Linked DNA regions of Mus musculus: all the other regions are linked to region 1. A link is a contact called in public HiChIP or PLAC-seq data. All regions are on one chromosome and are shown on one strand. The core of a region is the stretch at or near the end of the contact, and the rest is flanking DNA. Distances in the headings are between cores, read along the strand shown. Region 1 overlaps Gm35330 (a long non-coding RNA gene). Region 2 has its middle 33 kb from the start of Pitrm1. Region 3 has its middle 48 kb from the start of Gm35615.

Evidence for each region. HiChIP or PLAC-seq counts read pairs in DNA pulled down with a chosen protein or histone mark.
Region 2: a BATF HiChIP or PLAC-seq map of CD8 T cells shows a contact between it and region 1, with 5 read pairs. The contact joins two enhancer-like sites. A contact is called at or near these places in 2 of 484 Hi-C or Micro-C datasets (both in uterus) and 2 of 115 datasets of contacts at active chromatin or transcription factors (CD8 T cells and large pre-B cells).
Region 3: a contact with region 1 is called in an H3K4me3 HiChIP or PLAC-seq map of bone marrow-derived macrophages, with 5 times the contacts expected there. The contact joins two enhancer-like sites. A contact is called at or near these places in 3 of 115 datasets of contacts at active chromatin or transcription factors (CD8 T cells, bone marrow-derived macrophages and pancreatic cancer cells).

What each region holds. Positions count from the first base shown.
Region 1 is chr13:5,712,243-5,716,456 of GRCm38.p6, forward strand. The region is part of intron 1 of Gm35330 (a long non-coding RNA gene); the gene reads right to left. Among named protein-coding and RNA genes, the nearest start is that of Gm35330, 10 kb to the right of the region's middle. Within about 2 kb of position 2,114, at least 178 of the 459 cell types and tissues checked have an H3K27ac peak or open chromatin away from gene starts, as enhancers often do. A contact at or near this core is called in CD8 T cells and bone marrow-derived macrophages, where this site is marked.
Region 2 is chr13:6,513,077-6,517,290 of GRCm38.p6, forward strand. No RefSeq gene overlaps it. Among named protein-coding and RNA genes, the nearest start is that of Pitrm1, 33 kb to the right of the region's middle. Within about 2 kb of position 2,490, at least 16 of the 459 cell types and tissues checked have an H3K27ac peak or open chromatin away from gene starts, as enhancers often do. A contact at or near this core is called in CD8 T cells, where this site is marked.
Region 3 is chr13:6,238,865-6,243,078 of GRCm38.p6, forward strand. No RefSeq gene overlaps it. Among named protein-coding and RNA genes, the nearest start is that of Gm35615, 48 kb to the right of the region's middle. Within about 2 kb of position 2,182, at least 18 of the 459 cell types and tissues checked have an H3K27ac peak or open chromatin away from gene starts, as enhancers often do. A contact at or near this core is called in bone marrow-derived macrophages, where this site is marked.

The DNA of each region.
Region 1 (4,214 bases), core at 864-3,363:
GTGAAGCAATCAGTGTGTAGAGTACTTCCCTCAAGCGTGAAGACCTGAATTAGATATCCAGAACTTACATAAAAATCTCTCATGGAGGCTGCTGTTCTAGGTAGGTAGAGACAGGAGGCTCCCTGGGGCTTTCTTGCCAGACAGTCTGCTTCCAGGTCCAATGAGAGACCTGTCTCTATAAAATAAGGGGAAAGTGACGAGGGAACACAACCTCATAGATTTCTAATCTCTACATGCTCACATAGGCACATGTACAGGCACAAATTTGTGCATACCTCCAAACATGCACACAAACACATACACACATACCACACACACACACACACACACACACACACACACATACACATACACACACACACACACACACACACACACACACACACACACACACTAAATAGAATCCTAACAAAGTAGGAGGTGCCTCATAGTATTGCAACTGAATATGGCACCTTTGGTTGATATCCCTGGGAGGCCTGCCCTCTTCGGAAGGGAAATGGAGAAGTAGATCTGGAGAAGGGAAAGGAGGGAAGACTGGGTGGAAGGGGGAAATAAATGAGATATATGAGAGAATAGTACTACTAGTAGCAGTAATAGTAATAATAAAAATAATAAAGAACATATTTTTCTTTGCGTTTTATAAACAACATACAGAATACATCATACTCAAAAAATGTAGGCATGGATGGGTATCTCTGAATTTATTTTAAAAGGGCCTATTGATTCTTTCTTAAGCACTCTGGCCAGTCCTTATCAACATAACACAGCATCTCAAGGCTAAGGCTCTTATCTCTACTCCTGGTTAGAGTTTACATTCAAAACCAAACCCAACCAACCAACCAACCAAACAAACAAACAACAACAAACCACTGGGCAACATAAAAGCTGGTACTTTGAATTTATCACTGGGCTTCTCTGAATCAGTGGCAAAGGAAACCAATAAAATGCCTAAGTGGGGTTAATGGGATCTTAGCAGACAAACCCATCATTTGTGTATTCTCCATGCTACAGTGGGTTGGAGAGAGCACTTCATAGTTGGCTGACTCCCCACTTCTGTTCCTGTTAGAATTTTGGTCTTAGAGTAAACTTACACCCATTCCTTAGTGCCCTGGTTCAGGTTGTCTTGGCCTTTTTATTACGGGTCGTGTTTACCAAAGGTTTACAACTTGGCTGTAAACACCAGTTGGCACCAAAACCGGAAAGTTGGCATGAGGAGGTTTGGCATAAACATTGCCCGGAAGCACTTTTTTCTCTCTCTCTAAATCTGAGAAAAACAGGCTAGGGTCATTTTCAAGTTATTTATGTTATTCATGCATAAATAAAAGCGAAGCCTGACAGCATCAAACAGTTGTTGGCTTTTGCAGGCCTCAAAAATAGATTTTATCCAAGAAAAGTAACATTTGGTAAACAAATACTCAGTGACAGGCTGTTAAAAAAAATAAAGGGAGGGGGAAAAGGTGTCATGGGATGGATTAAATAGTAAGAGAAGAGAGAAGGTTTCAAGAACCATTTTTTATGTCAGAGAACAGAGTCAAGAAAGTTATTGTTAAACGGAGAAATTTCTACAGACTCAAAATTATAAATAAGCACAATGTAAGCTTTCAAGTAGATTTTATTAAGATCCAGAGGGCACATCATCCAAGCATACAAAGTAAACAATATAGAATGATCTCAGGGGATAGAAATAAATGATTTTTAAGTATGCATTCTAAAAGCAATGGAATGTTTAAAGCATTTTAAAACTCAAGGAGAGAGGGAGAGGAGTGAGTAATGAATTAACACATGCTGATGTTAAAAGTCTTTTAAAAGAGTTAGTTGTCAGTGTTCAAAGTCTCCTCTTGTCTTCCTTTTATTAAATTGTTTAGAAATGCAATTTGTAAACTATAAACTTCGGCAGCTTGTAGCTGTATGCTAAAGAGAGAAAGTGATGGTGTCAACTGTTCCCTAAAGATCGTCTTTCTGGCAAACTTAAAAGTCAGCCTTGACGTCAAGTGACCCTGGACAAGAGTCTGCATTGAGTTCTGCGAAGTGTGGGCAGAAAGGACTTTCACTCTGGAAACCCTACCAGGGAGGAAGGACTGAAGAAACCGTTTAGGGAAAAAGAAAAGCAAGCCAAGTCAAACAGAAAGTAAAAATAAGTCAGTGGGGAAAGAATGTCAACTGCAGAAGAACGTAGCCTGTCTGCTGCAGCTCGCGTTCTGGAACACGTGTTCTTTCGGCAAGGAAGCGTTTTCCTCAGCTTGTTTTGGTTGCTCTTCGCAAGTGAGGTTGGAGCTATTGTTACGGCTCAAGTCAGGGACAGTTACATCTGGTGGCCAAAGCTGTATACTACCCATTACAGAAGGTAACTTTAGACACACTGGGCAGAGAAACAGAATAGTGCCATTCCATAATAGAATTAACCCTATGAACAGCCCGTAGACATAAGCCAAGACATCCGATCCGTATATTTCAATGCCAATTCAAGATGAAAAACGTTTCCGGGACTCATTTCAAATGTTTGCCTCCCTGGAACTACCTAGGTCAACTTCATCTACAACTACATCTAGAATATGATAAATGTTCCTGATGTGTGCTGCTTCAGATAGAGTCTATAAATCAGTTTACTTACCCTACTATCAAAGCTGTTGCCAGGACAATGTTGTGGCTCTGAGGAGACCAAATCACATGACCTGAAGATAAGTGTTTACATCACAGAGCCACAGAGTGCCATGGCAGACACTGAAAAGCACAAATATACACACAGGATAATCCCTTGGAGACTGTTATTGTCTGTGAAGGAAAAGCCCTAGAGAATGTGGTCTGGACACCAGAGACCAGAGAATAAACATGCTCATCAGATAACATGCTTCTTGGAAAGGGACCTAGGCAGCCTTCAGTATTCTCAGAATTGGCAATTAGTTCTTATTATATTTGAAAGACACATATTTCACCTCAACTGATTAGTCATGTGGCTTCTTCGAGGACCTGAAATGGATTTTTTTGAATTCTCAATTCCTGATATTGAGAATTCCTATGCCTGATATTTACCAGAGCTTCAGCAAGCATCTGTCGAATTAACAGTCAGCATGAGATGCTATGATAAGACATCCGTTGTCACACACTGATGCTTTGTTATTTTAACTGTCTATGCACTAAGACAGGGGTCCTAGATTTGGCTTTGTTTAAAGCTTTTGTTGGTTTATTTGGTGATTTGTTTTTTATTATTTTAAAGGAGTCTTACATGGCCCTTTGAACTTGGTAGTCTAGGATCACTTGAACTTCTTATTCATCCAACTTCTAGAATCAGCACTGTGAAATGCTTGGCTTTCTAGTCCTAGGGTTTGAACTCAGGACTTTATGCGTGCTAGGCAAGTACTCTGCCAACTGAGATATGTTCACTGCCTCTTGGCCTTCATTTTTGGTGGACTTTGAAGAAGTGGTTAGAGGCTAAAAGAAAACTTACACCAATCATAAATAAATAAGTTGTTTTTAAATGCTCTTTTGTTGTATCATTTCCACACAGATCAATATGAACAGGTAAATATGAATGTACACCAATAGATAATAAGTAGAAAACTGACAAATGATAGACCAATTGATCAACATATGTTGATAGATGTGATTATAGATCTATTGATTAATCAATAGATAAGAGTTGACATTAATACATAATAAAATGATTAGTAAATAGATGAGAAACAATAGATGATCAAATAGATAAATAGATGTGTAATAGAAAGAGAGAGAGATGGTAAATAGGTGACACATAGAGAGTAAAGAGACGGCAGATAATGGATGTTTGATAGACAGGTAGATGATAGATAATAGGCAGATAGATAATAGACAGACAGACAGACAATCAGACAGACAAATGCATAAATAGTCCTCAATATGCTCAATGAAGAAATGTTTAGAAAGCATGATCAGACAACACTAATAATTTGACAACTGCTAGGGCAATGTGTTTCCCAGCTAAGCATTTTAAACCCACAAATAATTTTGTCTGTCTCTATGCTGATATGGTAGGGGTATGCATTTGAAAATGAACTCTAGGAATGTAAAATTGAGCAAACGTGATTTAGGGTCTGCAGAACAACAAAGGCTAGAGCATGGCATCTGGAAGTAGCCTACGAGATACAGGCTGTGACTTGTTCGCCAAAGCTATGGGTCTGCAAGCACATGGCTGACTCTGGTACCTATATTTATATTCTCTGTATGTAACTCCAGAGCAC
Region 2 (4,214 bases), core at 1,240-3,739, 800 kb after region 1:
GCTTTTGCTGTAAGATCGAGAATTGACAAATGGGACCTAATGAAACTCCAAAGCTTCTGCAAGGCAAAAGACACCGTCAATAAGACAAAAAGACCACCACCAGATTGGGAAAGGATCTTTACCTATCCTAAATCAGATAGGGGACTAATATCCAACATATATAAAGAACTCAAGAAGGTGGACTTCAGAAAATCAAATAACCCCATTAAAAATGGGGCTCAGAACTGAACAAAGAATTCTCACCTGAGGAATACCGAATGGCAGAGAAGCACCTGAAAAAATGTTCAACATCCTTAATCATCAGGGAAATGCAAATCAAAACAACCCTGAGATTCCACCTCACACCAGTCAGAATGGCTAAGATCAAAAATTCAGGTGACAGCAGATGCTGGCGAGGATGTGGAGAAAGAGGAACACTCCTCCATTGTTGGTGGGATTTCAGGCTTGTACAACCACTCTGGAAATCAGTCTGGTGGTTCCTCAGAAAATTGGACATAGTACTACCGGAGGATCCAGCAATACCTCTCCTGAGCATATATCCAGAAGATGCCCCAACCGGTAAGATGGACACATGCTCCACTATGTTCATAGCAGCCTTATTTATAATAGCCAGAAGCTGGAAAGAACCCAGATGCCCCTCAACAAAGGAATAGATACAGAAAATGTGGTACATTTACACAATGGAGTACTACTCAGCTATTAAAAAGAATGAATTTATGAAATTCCTAGCCAAATGGATGGACCTGGAGGGCGTCATCCTGAGTGAGGTAACACATTCACAAAGGAACTCACACAATATGTACTCACTGATAAGTGGATATTAGCCCAAAACCTAGGATACCCAAGATACAAGATACAATTTGCTAAACACATGAAACTCAAGAAGAATGAAGACTGAAGTGTGGACACTATGCCCCTCCTTAGAATTGGGAACAAAACACCCATGGAAGGAGTTACAGAGACAAAGTTTGGAGCTGAGACAAAAGGATGGACCATCTAGAGACTGCCATATCCAGGGATCCATCCCATAATCAGCTTCTAAATGCTGACACCATTGCATACACTAGCAAGATTTTATTGAAAGGACCCAGATGTAGCTGTCTCTTGTGAGACTATGCCGGGGCCTAGCAAACACAGAAGTGGATACTCACAGTCAGATATTGGATGGATCACAGGGCTCCCAATGGAGGAGCTAGAGAAAGTACCCAAGGAGCTAAAGGGATCTGCAATCCTATAGGTGGAACAACATTATGAACTAACCAGTACCCTGGAGCTCTTGACTCTAGCTGCATATGTATCAAAAGATGGCCTACTCGGCCATCACTGGAAAGAGAGGCCCATTGGACATGCAAACTGTATATGCCCCAGTACAGGGGAACACCAGGGCCAAAAAATGGGAATGGGTGGGTAGGGAAGTGGGGGGGGAGGGTATGGGGGACTTTTGGGATAGCATTGGAAATGTAATTGAGGAAAATATGTAATAAAAATATTTAAAAAAAAAAGAAAAGAAAAAAAGAAAGGGAAGTATGCCCAAAGATGGCATACTGAACACAAACACCGAGAATAAATGGATAAAGAGGGAGGGGAGGGATAAGGAAAGGAGGGGGAGAGAGAGAGAGAGAGAGAGAGAGAGAGAGAGAGAGAGAGAGAGAGAGAGAGACTCCAAGACTCATGTGTTAACACTTAGTTCCCAGCAATTGGTGCTTTTAGAATGGTGGGACCATTAGGAAATAGGGCCTTTGGCAGGAAGTTAGATCACTGGGGGTGTCCTTAAAGGGGGTATTGAGGCCTCATTCTTCCTATCTGTCTCTATACTTCCTGGCCATCGTGAAGTGAACAGCTTCCTCTTCCTCGTGTTCCTTCCATGATCTTCTGCCTCAGCCCCTCAAAGCAGTGGGACCAAGAGACCATAGGATGAAATGTCCTATGAGGCCCTTTACCTTCTCAGCTTATTTTCTTCAGGTGCTTTGTCGCAGTGATGGAAAGGTGTTCTCTACAACACTATAAAGTAAGATAATCCATGGCAATAGACAGGACAGCATGCAGTTGTCCCTGAGAAGAGCGTGACCAGCTTCCACCCATCAGAGACCAGCTTTATCTGAAGACAGGAGTGTGAATAAACAAAACCATTCTGGGGCAGCACTTCCTGTCATCTGAACCCCTCTGAACTAACTCTGGACAGTTTTCAAAGTCACTCTGTTCTCTGATACCAGATGAAAAAGTGTGGTCTGCCACCCAAGGCTGACATGCCCAGAAACTTCCTGATCGGTCAACCATGAAAAAGAGAAGATAACAAAGTTGTATTTCTAAATGGAGGCTTGGGTTTGCTACAGTGTGTCATGGGTACATCCCAGAGCTGGGACCTTTTCCTGGCACCTGTATGGATACATAGGCTACAGACAGGGGTAGGGGATGGTAGTGCCTCTACAGGCTACATCCTCATGAGGGCTACCATAAAGTTCACCCAAAGCCTTAAGAAACATAGTGGTTGGGACTGTGAATAATACACTTCATACGGGGAAAACCACAGGGACCTAGAAAGTTCTGAGCAAGCAGCCTCTGAGAAAGTTTCACCAAACCATGTTTTTTCCTTCCATTAATAATCTACACCTGCCACTAGAGGGCACTAGAGTCCCTCTGGCTGGGGCGGTTGCTCAGGGCATTGTAAATCCCTGAAAGCCCTTGAGATGTTAACTCTCCTATGACCCAATTCGGGAACCTGCCAGTATCACAAACGCAATCAGAAGACGTAACACCTGAGTCAGAGAAGTTTCTTGCAGAAATAGCAGTCGCCAGAGTGTCAGTATCTTGGGGACAATTTCTCAGATTTTGTATTGCAGTTCAGAGACCAGTACTGTGCGATGCTGCAGGTTGGTACAACATGGAAATGGAGTCCCTCCGCTGGAAGCAATCTGGGTCTTTTATAATGACTAGGAGGCACACCTGCCTTCTTCACTTAAGGTCCTGCTTTCAAACTTCTATACATTGAATGGTTGGGTTTTGGGTTCAATCCACTGAGATGGGTGGTCTCTTTAGCTTAGAGACTTATTTATTTAAAAAGTTATCAGTGCCATCAATAGGCAGATAGATATAAGCACAGTGGTGTCTCTGAGAAGAGTTTTGGTCCATGTGGCAACGTGAGGATCCCTCCTTAAAGGTTTTAGAGGAAGGTATGGTATTGGGAACTTTCCTCATTTTTGACCACAGTTAGCTGTTGCTGGGAGTAACCAATGGGCGCTGAGTTAAAGGATGTTAGTGATCATTAACATCTTTCCTGATCACCTCTTGCTAAGAAGTTGCCTTAGCTATATGAACCAAATCACTGTACTAACGTTAATTGTCACGGTTCATCAGAAACGAAGGAGCCCTACAAAATGGCATGGCCCTTGCTAACGCACTTGGTCTTAGGCAAAGGCTGAACAGTGGTGGTCTCTGCCTCCTATAGCCACTCCATTGCTGTGACAACATACTGTGACCAAAAAGCAAGTTGGAGAGAAAAGGGTTTATTCAGATTACATTTTAATGATGCTGTTCATCCCCAAATGAAGTCAGGGATACAACTCAAACATGGCAGGAGCCTGGAACCAGGAGCTGATGCAGAGGCCATGGAGGAGTGCTGCTTACTGCCTTGCTTCCCCTGGCTTGCTCAGCCTTCTTTCTTACAGAATCCAGGACCATCAGTCCAGAGATGACAGCATCTAAAATGTGCTGGACCTTCCCTCTTTGATCGCTAATTGAGAAAATGCCTTACGGCTGGATTTCATGGAGGCATTTTCTTAAATGAGGCTCTTTCCTTTTATGTCTCAAGTTGACACAAAACCAGCCTGTACAACACAGTCCAGAAGAAGGACAACCATGACTCATAACATGTGCAGTAGCTTCCACGTCTTTGAAAGCGTTCCCATTTGCTGTCTGTTGTTCCCATTGGCAGATCCCATGGAGGCAGTTCCCTCTTTTCTGAGTGACTCTAGTTTGTGTCATGATGACACAATAACCAACACAGAACCCAGACCTTAGGCCAGTGGCCCATTGCACATCATACAAGAAGATAGAGGCTTAGGCTAGGGTATCAAAGGGGCCTGATCCAGCACTCACACCCTCACTTATCACTCAGCAGACTAAGTGTTCACCACGGAGCGGCTCTGAGCCCTGGTGGCATTCAGATCAGCTTATTCATTTCCTGTCTTTGATGAGGGCTCTGAAGTTATCTTTTA
Region 3 (4,214 bases), core at 932-3,431, 530 kb after region 1:
ACAACCCTGAGATTCCACTTTACTCCAGTCAGAATGGCTAAGATCAAAAACTCAGGTGACAGCAGATGCTGGCGAGGATGTGGAGAAAGGGGAACACTCCTCCATTGTTGGTGGGATTGCAAGCTTGTACAACCACTCTGGAAATCAGTCTGGTGGTTCCTCAGAAAATTGGACATAGTACTACCGGAGGTTCCAGCAATACCTCTCCTGGGCATATGTCCAGAAGATGTCCCAACCGGTAAGAAGGACACATGCTCCACTATGTTCATAGCAGCCTTGTTTATAATAGCCAGAAGCTGGAAAGAACCCAGATGCCCCTCAACAGAGGAATGGATACAGAAAATGTGGTACATTTACACAATGGAATACTACTCAGCTATTTAAAAAAATGAATTTATGGAATTCCTAGGCAAATGGATGGACCTGGAGGGCATCATCCTGAGTGAGGTAACCCAATCACAGAGAAATTCTGACATTTAATGGAATACTAAACACCCATTAAACACATATCCTCATTTTAGCAGTAAAGAATGTGCCCAAGATTTGAAGTCTACCTGTAACATGCCCCATACTCCAGTAGAGTAAATGATAGTCATAATAAGCAACCATGATTTCATCTCCTGTAAGCAGAACACCTAGACATTACTGTCAAAACTGGAGCCCCAGGTTGGCGAGTTGGCCCAGCAGGTAAGAGCACTGACTGCTCTTCTGAAGGTCCTGAGTTCAAATACCAGCAACCACATGGTGGCTCACAACCACCTGGAATGAGATCTGATGTCCTCTTCTGGTGTGTCTAAAGACAGCTAGAGTGTATTATGTATAATAATAAAGTAAATCTTTGGGTGGGAGCCAGCAGGGCTGACCGGAGGGAGCAGAGGTCCAAAACTATTCCCAACAACCACATGAAGGCTCACAACCATCTGTAAAACTACAGTGTACTCACATACATAAAATAAATAAATCTTAAAAAAAAAACCCAAAACCTGTAGTTCCTAGCATATGCTCGGGGGTTATCCTTCTCTGATAATTCCTCCTGGCTGTTCTGTGATTACTGCAAGCCCACTTGGAGCCTTTGCTCTCCAAGGCTAGGCTCCCCACCTCTTTTCCCCTGCCTACTGGTATCAGACATGACTCCAAGAAAGATGCTTTTAAAACTGGATTTACAGTTCACAAGACACCACTTTGCTTTATGGAATGCATAATTCACACGGCTTTCCTAACACACAATGAAGCAGGAATGCTTACTCACTGGACGACTCTAACTCTAACCAACTCTCACATATGTGTGATGCTTTTTGTCTTCTGAGAACACAAGATAGGAATCTAGAGTGTTTCATTGTGAGAGGCTGGGCATTAGCAACATAGGAGACTGTTCACCAGAGCCAACAGTTTGACCTCAACTGATTTCTCTGCTTCTCTATACTTCTTTTGGTGAAGCGTAGTCCATTGTCTATAAGGGCATTAAAGGAGGTTTCTATTGTCTGAAAGTCAGCTCTTTGTGAAGTAGAGTCTAACAACCACCCTAGTGGGGCCTCCCTATTATAAAACAAAGGAAGAAGAAATACAGAGCTTGTCCTCTCAAAACAACAACAACAAAAAATTAAGGCACCTAGAAACTAGAATCCAGGCCTGCTTCCCGTGCTAGGTCCTACTGGCCCACTAAAGACTATGAGTTCTTTTTAGGAAAACAAAGTATCTTGGTTGTCTGGCGAGGCCCTAACAAAGTACCACAGAATAGAGAAAGGTGATTTAAATGACACACATCTGTCTTCTCACAATACTGGAGCCTGGAAGTCTGAGGTCAAAGTTTCAGCAGGGTTGGTCCACAGTTAACTCTCTTTTCCTTGACATCTTTACACATGCTTGTCTCCCTTGGATGTCCATGTCTTAATCTCCTCTTTTTACAAAGACACCAGGAACACCAGATTCAGTCTAGTCCTAACAATCTCATTTTCCTTTAGTCATCTTAAGTCCAGCATGCTAATCTCTATGCCTAGTCACTTTTCTCTTTGTGTTTGGTCAAGACCACCCAGCATTCCAGTTTATCTCAGTGGATCATCATCTTCTGCAAGCAGAAAGAAAGCACCCAGAGGGTGAATTGAAGATTTCACACTAGGGATGACCTAAATAGATTATGGATGCCATTCAAAGCCAATAGGATCAGAGGTCAGCAACAGCAGGAAGCAGGCTGCAGTGCCACCTCGAGGGAAGGGAACAGAAGCTATTACTACGCCAGGGCATCAGGGATCCTTTGAGGGCTGGAGTATTAAGAAAACATGGACCAAGCTCAAGCAATTGAGCTTGGGTAGCACTTTCTACTTTAGTGACTACTTCTATGCTATTATTCCCGGGTACTGAAATCAGAAAGAAGTCAGGAAACCTAGGATAACAGTGTACCGGTTTCAGCACAGTATAAGGAAGAGAAAATATTCACTGGCAGATATATCAGAAGTTTCCACTTACTTCCCCCTGTACCAGATTCTATGCTGTGTGTTCTCAAGGGAGCACACAAATGCATGTGGTGTGAAAATGTGCAGGCATGCGTGCATTTGTATAATTTCATTGCTGGTCACAATCTCAGGACAGGTAAACAAGTTTAAGTTTCTTGTCCTAATGGGACTTATTGAGTATAGCTTACAAGTAGCAGAACCAGGATCCTAATACTGGTTAGTCAGTATTGCTCTGGCTCAAACTTAAAAAACAAAACAGTAGAGAGACCCTGGATCATGTGTGTATCTCTGCGGGAGTGTGTGAGTAACCAGTGCAGGATCTTCTGCCTGTGCTTTTGGCAGTGTCAGTAGCTAAGAATAGGAAGCTTGTTTGATACAATCTACTTCCTTTTTTTTTTTTTTTTCTTCATTTGGCTTTAAGAAGTTTTATTTTATTTTGCAAAGTAGCTCATGCTGCACAGGAGACAGATCAAGTTGAAAGTGCAATAATGACTCTGTCAGTCCTGAGCCCCAACATAGCATGCCTCACTGAGTGGTCGCTTCATTTAGAAGCCAAGATCAGAGATGGTAAGTCTACGCTTCAGAATTCAATCTCCTGACCCAGAGCATGAGACCACAGTGGCTGCAACTCCCCCAGCCACAGATTTTGCCACAACAAGAGATTACTTGATAGCAGCCTCATCAAATAAAACTGCCTGCCAAATCCTGGGCACAGTAGCTAGTGCACTGGCCCGTGCCTATCATATATGAACACAACCCCGAAATAAGGACATGAAGTAAACCATTGTCAAATGTCACCTGGGAGCTTCAGCTAACACAACATTTGCATTGTGATTCAAAAGGATATTCTAAATATGAGTCTGTCTCTTCCCCTCCTGCTCCTCATCTTTCCTTCCTTCTCTTCCTGATTCTCAAACTCGTCTTCCTTCCTGCTGGTCCCCTTCCTCATTTTCCTTTTCCTCCTTCCCATCCTCTGTTCTTCCATCCCTTCCCATCTTCTCCACCTGCTTCTTTTGAACCTCTTAGTCCTCTCCTTCCTCCTACTGCTCCTCTCCGTCTTCCCTTTCTACTTCTGGAGTCATCCTACCACTGTAAAAACACCATCTGAAATTCAGATGTGATCTCTGAGAAGCTGACTATAGAAGTAGGGGATGGTCAGCCTCTTTCTGAATAGGAAACCACCCCACACTATTGTGGCAATTTCAGAGATTGAAGTATGTCCAATAAATTCCCAAGGTCACTTAGACAGAGCCACGCAACCTTGGAGATTCCCCAGCTGCCTATTTTCCTATGAAGTACACATGTATTTCGTTGTCCTGTGCATCTCTTAATCCAGTCAAGTTGGCAACCCAAACCAGGCAGCACAGCACTTAATGGCATAAAATAGTCTATGTAGTCACAAGGTCATTGTTTCGTTTTAGATTACATACTTTCACAAACATATACACTGTCTCAAACTTAATAAAAAAAATCACCATTCTTAAATTATAGACATGTTAGGTCTGTCTACTATCTTTAAAATTTCCTCCGTCATAGACAAGAATCAGTTATATCCAGTATCAATTTATTTATTTGTCTATTTTTAGCACAAAACTTAAAACTAGAATAGGCAAGAGATAAAATGTCCACACATAGGCATGCACAAACATACAATTCATATTTATCACATTAAACCCATAGATGTCAGTTTTGCTCTAAATAATGTCTCAAATAAATGCCACAATGGAAATCAGAAAAACTACCATAAATAAAACATATCTTCCA